Regions from separate parts of the Sus scrofa genome. Here regions 1 and 2 are each linked to region 3. A link is a contact called in public HiChIP or PLAC-seq data. All regions are on one chromosome and are shown on one strand. Each heading gives the region's core, a stretch centred on a gene start, on an enhancer-like site or on the middle of the called end of the contact. The rest is flanking DNA. Distances are from core to core; before and after follow the strand shown.

The links. HiChIP or PLAC-seq counts read pairs in DNA pulled down with a chosen protein or histone mark.
Region 1: an H3K27ac HiChIP or PLAC-seq map of alveolar macrophages shows a contact between it and region 3. The contact joins two enhancer-like sites. A contact is called at or near these places in 1 of 47 Hi-C or Micro-C datasets (embryonic fibroblasts) and 1 of 2 datasets of contacts at active chromatin or transcription factors (alveolar macrophages).
Region 2: a contact with region 3 is called in an H3K27ac HiChIP or PLAC-seq map of alveolar macrophages. The contact joins two enhancer-like sites. A contact is called at or near these places in 1 of 47 Hi-C or Micro-C datasets (embryonic fibroblasts) and 1 of 2 datasets of contacts at active chromatin or transcription factors (alveolar macrophages).

The regions. Positions count from the first base shown.
Region 1 is chr1:98,507,035-98,509,835 of Sscrofa11.1, reverse strand. No RefSeq gene overlaps it. Among named protein-coding and RNA genes, the nearest start is that of SMAD7, 34 kb to the left of the region's middle. Within about 2 kb of position 1,400, at least 10 of the 83 cell types and tissues checked have an H3K27ac peak or open chromatin away from gene starts, as enhancers often do. A contact at or near this core is called in alveolar macrophages, where this site is marked.
Region 2 is chr1:98,394,691-98,397,390 of Sscrofa11.1, reverse strand. The region is part of intron 9 of CTIF (CBP80/20-dependent translation initiation factor); the gene reads right to left. Among named protein-coding and RNA genes, the nearest start is that of SMAD7, 150 kb to the left of the region's middle. Within about 2 kb of position 1,305, at least 9 of the 83 cell types and tissues checked have an H3K27ac peak or open chromatin away from gene starts, as enhancers often do. A contact at or near this core is called in alveolar macrophages, where this site is marked.
Region 3 is chr1:98,832,415-98,835,262 of Sscrofa11.1, reverse strand. All of the region lies in intron 13 of DYM (dymeclin), which reads left to right. Among named protein-coding and RNA genes, the nearest start is that of DYM, 190 kb to the left of the region's middle. Within about 2 kb of position 1,357, at least 6 of the 83 cell types and tissues checked have an H3K27ac peak or open chromatin away from gene starts, as enhancers often do. A contact at or near this core is called in alveolar macrophages, where this site is marked.

The sequences.
Region 1 (2,801 bases), core at 151-2,650, 330 kb after region 3:
TTCAGCATCTGCCTCTGCCAGCCTCACCCTTTAACACACACATACTCACGCAGACACGCAGACACACAATACATACATATATAGACCCACACATACACACGCATAACACACATGCAGACACACAATACACACATACACCCCATAACATACACACGCACACACATATACAGACACACACACACGATACATAAACATGCATGCATATAACACAAAGCGGTCATACACATACACACATATACAGAATACATACATAACACACACACAACAAACATACATGTATGCACATAACACACATGCAAACACACACACATAACACACACATATACACCCATAACATACACATGCAGACACAACATGCACACATATAACACACATGCACAACACATATGCATATACACATATAACACAAAGCAGGCACACACCTATACATACTTAAACAGAATACATACATAACACATACACACATAACACACGTGTGCACACACACACACATCCCCTCTGTCCCGGGCAGGCAGAGTGACTTGCAGTTCTTTAAACATACTTTGTTTACGTGCCTCTGAGCAAGTACTATCCAGTCCCTTCTTCATTTGGGTTGTCCCACCCTTCAGGATGCAGCTCAGACCACACTTCCTCCAGGAAGCCTCCTTCTTACAAATTTCTGCTCTAAAGAGACATCAGTGGTGTAAGAGCCTCTCTCCCCCACTGAACAGTAAGCTTTTGGCACTCTGGGGTCTCAGCTGGGACCTCTCTGAGGATCCACTGCCCTAACAATTTCTGGCACAAGGCTTGTCCCCGTGAGGGAGGGAGAGCCAGAACTGTGGGCTTAGTTTGGGATGGAAATAATGATACTAATAGCCAGACTGATTGTGTTGTGACTATGTGGTAAGCAGAGTTCCAAGCATTTTACATTGGGATTATCTGCTATAATCCTTATAACCATCCTATAAGCAGATACCGGTCTCATGAGCCCCATTCTACAGATGAATAAACTGAGGTTAAGGAGTGGCCCAAGGTCCCCTGGCTGGTAAGTGGTAGCATCGGATTTCATCACCTCTGTACTATCTCATCTCTACGGGCAGGCCTGGGTCAAGGGTGACGGAGTTGGACATACGTTTTCCCTAAAACAAGTTCTGGTCTGAAAAGATCAAGCCGATCTGATTGCCAATGGAAACACCACCCGACGTTTGTACAGATTTGTGTGTACCACGCTGGATTTTCCTGGTGTGTGCGCCCTCGGCCTGCACTGTGGCACCAGGCAGGCAGGCTTGGCCGGTCCCGGAAGAGCAGACCCTCTCCAGGTGACTGATCTGCCCAGGACACCCACGTACAGCCTGAGGGGGCAGAGGATGGAACTGCACCCAAGCCCACAGCAAACAGAATTCCTGACAATTAGGCCCCCACGCTCAGCCTCCAGAGGAGCTTCCAGCCGTCTGCGTGTAGTCACTGCAGCTATGCTGGAGGCACAGCCCTAGACGGTGACCCAACGCGTGCCGGGCTGGTGGGTGGGGGTCTGACTCAGGGGATGTGACTCAGGGTCCTGTGTTTTGGAGTCAGAGAGACCGAGGTTTGAGTGCTCGCTTGGGTAAGTCACTTAAGCTCTCTGAACCTCAATTTCTGAAACATAAAGTGGGCCTTATGCCTGCATGGTGGGGCCAGGAGGGGGATTGGGGGGAATGCACTGAAGAGCTAGCTGTGGGCTCATTAGGCTGAACCAGGAGGGACTCCTCATATCTGACTGTTCGTTGTTGTTTCGTTTTTCCTTTTTCTTTTTACGGCCCCACCTGCAGCATATGGAGGTTCCCAGGCTAGGGGTCAAATTGGAGTTGCAGCTGCTGGCCTATACCACAGCCACAGCAATGCCAGATCTGAGCCGCATCTGCAACCTGCACCGCAGCTTGTGGCAACACAGGAGGCCAGGGATAAAACCTGCATCCTCATGGATACTAGTTGGGTTCTTAACTTGCTGAGCCACAACGGGAAGTCCTATCTGTTTTGACCTACAAAAAACTCCATGGCACTTAATCTACTAGCTGTTCAATTCAAGGCAGTGGCGTAGAGGGGTCCCCAACCCTCTTTTTCACCTGGAGCCATAGGCAGGGGCTGTGCAGCAAGGGGGCTGAGAGAAGACAATCGACTAAGCCAATTAGCAGTATGTGTGTGTGTGGGGGGTCAATATTGGGGTGCTTCCTTGCTGCTCAGAGTGTCAACAAACTGCCCAGGCCAGGCCAGGCCAGGCCAGAGCGAGAAGTGAAGGCTGGTGGGAGCCAGGGCAGGTGGTCTGGGGTGGCCCAACCCCGGGAGGGGAAGGAGGTGGCGTGGGCCCGGGTGGTGCCCATGAGCAGAGCTACCTGCATAGTCCCAGGTTTTCCTGGTGCTGGAGCCACAGGCCCGAGTTGCCAGCTCAGGAGTTTTCCCCAACCAGAAGTGCCCCTCGCCTTCTGAAAGAAATGATTTTCTAAAAATGGAGTCCTGCCTGTCCCCCAGCTGCAATTAATCTAGCAAACACAAAGTGGCTGCTGGAGGAAGCCCTGGGTGAGTTTGCACCAGTGGAAGCACTTTGATTAATTCAGGAACAGTTCACTGACTGGAGGGTAGGGGGTGGGTGAGGGCATGTAGCCTGGGTGCCAGGCTGGGCTCGCTGTGGGGCCTATTTGGTGCCCAGTGGAGCCCCAGAGACTAGGGAGCTGGAAGCCTCTTTCTAGGGAGCCTGTACCATGAGACGTCCTCAAGATTCGAAAGCCACAGGAGGAGTTCCTGCAGTGGCACGATGGGATTGGTGGTGTCTACGGAGCATTGGGATG
Region 2 (2,700 bases), core at 56-2,555, 440 kb after region 3:
TACCCCCAGAAAAGAGGGCTCAGCCATCAGTTCTGTAGAATTGGGATTCCTCCCTGCCTGGCTGCAGTCCTGCTCAGAGAGTGGCCATGGGCTTGGAGGCAGGTATCCATCAGGGGCTGGCCCCAGCCCAGGCAGGTTTCATCCATCACACCAAGCTCTCTTTAGCGAGTGAGGTGGGCATTCTCACCATGGCCTCAGCTCAAGGAGCAAGCCAGCTGCCAAATAAAGGAGGCGATGAGTCTGAGTGGGGCCAGGGACCCTGTGACTATCAGGCCAATCTGTGAAAAATCAGTGTCCTCATCTGTAAAGTAGAAAGAGACTCTCTGACCTGCACAGGGTCGATGAGGTGATGGTGTGATGAAATGTGAAAACCCCTGGGAAAAACTGAGAGCCCCCAAAATAGAAAAGAGCCGCTATGCCCCATAGCCCTGCAATTTGAGAAACAAGGCACATGGTGGACCGGTGTCTTGTCCATGATTTTCTGTGGGAGAGAAGTGGGAGCTGAGGCCCAGCTTATCCAGCTTGCTGGAGATTCCTGGAGTCTGCTCTCAGAGTTTCTTGCCTGGACCAGGTTTTACCAGGAGGGTCAGGTCACCTCCTTCAGGCAGAAACGATGTTCAGGATCCCAACTGTTTGGTGCCAGGCCCACAGGCCATGCTCTGGAAGCAATTGGAAACTGAAGACTTGTGAAATCCTACTTTCAATGAGCAGCCACATTACTTCTGAAACTGTCTGGAAGGCTAGCGATAAAAATAGCTGATTACACAGGCGTTATTCAACTATTTATAGAATTTGAGAAAACCCCTTGAAGTGCTCACGAAAAGATTTGGCCTATAATGGGGATTCCAGAATGACTCAGCCTAAAGCCCAAATCCACCCGCAACTTTGAACTTTGACACAGCTGAAGTTTTCAAAAGTCACATTAACATTTACAGAGCAGTATCCCTCAGGGAAGCAGTAATGGGGGCACACACAGCTTTTATCAAGCTGTCTCCCAAAATGTTTGTGGGAAGACAAGTTAAGCAACAGTGGGAAGTGGGGCACTCGGAAAGAAGGACTCGAGGTCCAGTGGGCTCGGGAAGGTCAAAATTTGCAGCTGTGCAATGGGGATCCTGGCTCCTGCTCTGCCTTTGGAAACCACGGGGCTATGGATGTGGAAGCAATTGTCATGCCTGTTATTTTCAGCAAAGATGCAGAAGGAAGCTGTTCGCACCAGGCTCCATCTAAACGAGCCTGGCTATTGCAACATGCCATTCCCTTTGGTTCTACCCATCTGGACTTGATGTCGGCTCTGAGCCCAGCGCTGCAGGGGTGGGGGTGGCCCTAAAGGAAGCGCTCAGGCCCTCTCAGTGAGCCGTGAGCTCCAGGCCACAGACCAGATGGGCCCCCGTGTTGTTCCAAGGAGCCTCGGGCCAACCGTGGTGGGGGGGGGGCGATGATGGGCAGGAGGGTAGGCAGACTCCAAGCCCCTCTGCTGGATCTGTTTTACATGGTGGAGGAGGTGCCTGAAGTCGAGTTTGGAAAAAATAACTGCTGCTAAAAATGTTTGAAAACCACTGGTGTATCAAGAGTCCGCACAATGGGCTCGAAGGCCAGACAGGCCTGGATGATTGGACTCCCACCCAGCCCTGGGACCTGGGCAAGCCCCAAGACCTCCCAGAGTCTCCCATTCCCCATGTGGGCAAGGATAACAGGGCTAGACATAACAAGGATGGAAAGTGACTGGCTGAGGAGAAGCTCCTTCTCGCTTCCTTGGCCTTCCCCACTTGGGGCCCAAGGACCTCCATGGCAGGTGTGACCTGTCTGCCTTTTCACCCCTTGGCCACCTTGTAAAGGGAAGTTTCTTAGGGAAAAGGTGGATGCTAAGATGGGAGGCGCATCCTGCCCTTATTTGGGTTTCCATGTATATTAAGATGGATGGAAGAAAGGAAAGATTCTTTATCCACAGGGGATCCAACATGACCCAAGAGAGAAGAGAGAACCTGGAGATCAGAAAGGGGTGGGTTATCCTTACTAAGAAATGATCTAGTGGGAAGACCAGAAGACCTGCTGTTTGGGGGCTATGTGACTTTGGGAAAGTCATTCACCTCCTTTGGCCTCAGTTTGGTATCCCACAAAATGAAGCGGAGTATACTTGTCCCATCAGGCCCATGCATAGTGGTGAAGACAATAAGGCGATGGCTAGAAAATCACATGGTGTGACATAGAGCACAGACTTGTGGTTGCCAAGGGAGATGGGGGAGAGAGGGGGAGGGGCTGGGAGCTTGGTATTAGTAGATGCAAACTATTGCACTTAGAATGGATAAGCAATGAGGTCCTACTGCACAGCACAGGGAACCTTATCCAATCTCTTGGGATAGAACACGAGGGAAGATACTATAGGAAAGGGAATCTATCTATCTGTCTGAGTGGGTCACTTTTTTGTACAGCAGAACTTGACACGACATTGTAAATCAACTATAATTTTTAAGAATCATTAAAAAATTAAAATGAAATCAGCTGGCGAGCTGAGCATGGTTTACAATACAGTATGGCGGGTCTTGATGAATGGAGACCATCCCTTGCTCATTAGCCCCTTAAAGTTCAGCTCGATCTTGACCTGGCACAATGTAAATGGCTCAACAGACTCTTCCTGAACTGATTCTTGTGATCAAAGGCTGCCGACTGGCACCGGTCACTTTCCCTGCCTGTGGTCTTGCT
Region 3 (2,848 bases), core at 108-2,607:
TGAATCTTTAACTACATTATAAGCTGCCTGATGGGTAACCATTAGTTAATTTCCTTGTATGTTACATACCAAGTAGAGATGAGTCACAGAGCTGTTTATTCAGATGCTAGGTAAATAAGTTAAATAGCTTCTATCATGATATAGATCATTCTTGTACCCTGTTTTTTCCCCTCTGTGAATTGTCGTAAAAACAAAGCACTTTGGAATGTCTGTCTTTCCATAGTAAGCTTTTTTTTTAAACCCCTTTTTTGATCTTTTTCATCCCATCTTTGCCATTTCCTATATCCAACAGTTATAACTTCTGTTAAAAAGGATATGAAGCCTTTCATAGGCATCTAGTTCTAGAATTAGGTAGGTTGTTGCTAATTTTGATCCAAAATAACATAAAGTCTTTCATAGAATGAACAAACTTTCATAGAATGAACAAAGTGATAGCTAGTAAGGTCTTCAGAACTATTTCAGGATGGCCAGCTCTGAGCTTAATCATGTCATCCCAGTTCTTTATTCCATAGAAAGAAAATAAAAAGTTTTTGTTCATTTAGGGAGGGTGATTAATACAATTAAATCTTTTGCACTTGTACAAAGTGGACAAATCATGGGATTCTTTTAAAACTAAAAAAAAATTTAGCAGTTAAGTCCTTATTATGTAAGTTCCTGTTGCCAGTGATTTATAGACCTTTGCTCTCTCCTAAGGAAGGAAGTAATTTTATGTTTATGGTTATGACTCTGAATCCCAGCCCAGCCTACAGTGGGATTGTCAGTGTAGTATAAATGCACCCAAACTCTCATAAACAGAATAACCTGTGGATCATTGAATATGGAACATTAATTTTTGTCAGTCTTCCTCCAGTGAATCAGTAAATACTGTGCTTGCCTAATGACAGTCATTGTGCTGGGTGCTAGGGAAACAGATATAAACATTCAGGATCTGCCCTCAGAAAGGTTGTGGTTGAGAGGGAAGATAGATGCGAAGACAGTTAATAACACGTTTTAAGTTGTATATTGTCAGTAAGCACAAGTCAAATGGGAACCTAGAATGGAAAGCACCAAAGTGAGCCTGAAGCAGTCAGGGAGAGCCTTACAGGAGAGTCATGCTTACAGAATGGAGGAAGAGGAGTTTGCCAAAAGTTCAGGAAGATGCAATGAGCATCTTCAGGTAGTTGGCAACAGGTGCAAGGACCCAGAGGCAAGGAACACATGGCCATCTTTTCCACCAGAAGGAGGTGTGCTGGTGTGTCTGTCAGTTACTGTGGCAGTAAGGCTGATACTTTTGTGAGGCTGATGAGAGCGTTGAGCGGGTGAAACCAAGATTACACTTTTCATCTCCACCCACCTACGCCAGTGAGCTTCTTCCGTTTTGCGATGACCACATTCCTTGACAGACAGCACCCATCGTCCTGGCCCGCCAGCTCACAGATGTGGGTTTAGTGGGTGTCACCACGCCCACTAAAGTGGGTGAAAGGATGAGGGAGTGCGGCTCTTTTCAGGGTATATCCATGACCACACTGAAAAATGACTCCAAGACAGTCTCCGAAAGAGTTTTTAGCCATGAAGACTTGTTCTTATTTTTAATGCCCTTAATAGATTTTCAACTCTTACAATCATATAGCATTTTATCTTGCGTGTATTTTTCCATCTCTGCTGTAGAAAGGTGCGACATAAATATTTAATCAGTCTCAACAGAAATTGGCTTTTTTTCACGGCTTCAGATTGTCTAATTTCACTGATCTAATACTTGTGGCACGTATGTTGAGAATTAAGTCTGAGAACTCACATTTTTTCAGAATTTTACAGTAGCTATAAATCTTTGTGCCTTTTTTGTTGAGTTTGTAAAATATAATGATCTTAGAAGTGAGCAAGCTTTTTGATGGTCATAAGATGTACTGAATATGTTATTTTGTACCTATTTCATTGTGAACCCAGTCTATCCATTACATCCTTAGTGTTTGTACCCCAGATTACTTAGTGTAGACTGATGTGTGTGCACTGAAGGACAGTTTTGAATCTAGTATATAGTCATTATTAATGTCCCCTGAAGACTAGATTTTTAGAAATAAGTCTCTTAATTTCAGAAGATGATGTATAAAGATAAGTTTAAAGACTCTCAGGCTGAGCTCTCTTTGATAGCTATTTCTATAATGATCATGTGCTTTGGGTCTTTTTTCCTTCAATCAACTCCACCTCCACTGGAACCAATTTGGCATCTGTGGGTGTCATCATTTTAATGTATGCTCTGTCAATCTACCACTCCACTTGACACAAGGAGGAAGGTAATGACATATAGAAATGTTTCTTTGAGAATATAAATTGTAAACAAATCCAATCAAGCAATTGTTTTCAAGTAAGTTTTCTTTTCTTATGAAATTTCCGTCAGCATTCCCTTCCTCTGAACTCTTAAGTTCCTGGAAAGAAAGTGTTAGAGAGGAGCTTGAAATGAATGTCTGTATTTGTGGTTTTTTAGACCTTGTTATTAGACCACAAGTAGGGCAGACAGCAACATGCTATTAACACGTTGAAATACAACTTCAAGCCATATAGCATAACTGTGCGTTGCTGGGAACCAAGCCGGCTCTACATTCCTGCATGGCCATGTTGGGCATTTTAGAGCAAATGTCTGCAGTGGAGAACCATGATGACGTTTTTTAAAAAATAGTTGCCTTGTCCAAAGTCAGAAGGCTTTTTAAATACATATGCCACGTAAAAAGGAATGGCTCTAATAAATTGATTTGTTTGTCCATACCTGTAATGTATATTATAGCATCATCTTTAAAACAAGGGATGTTGTTAAAACTTAATGAGTACCATGTAAATTTCCATCCGCTTAGTGTAATATTTTTAGATATTTGGT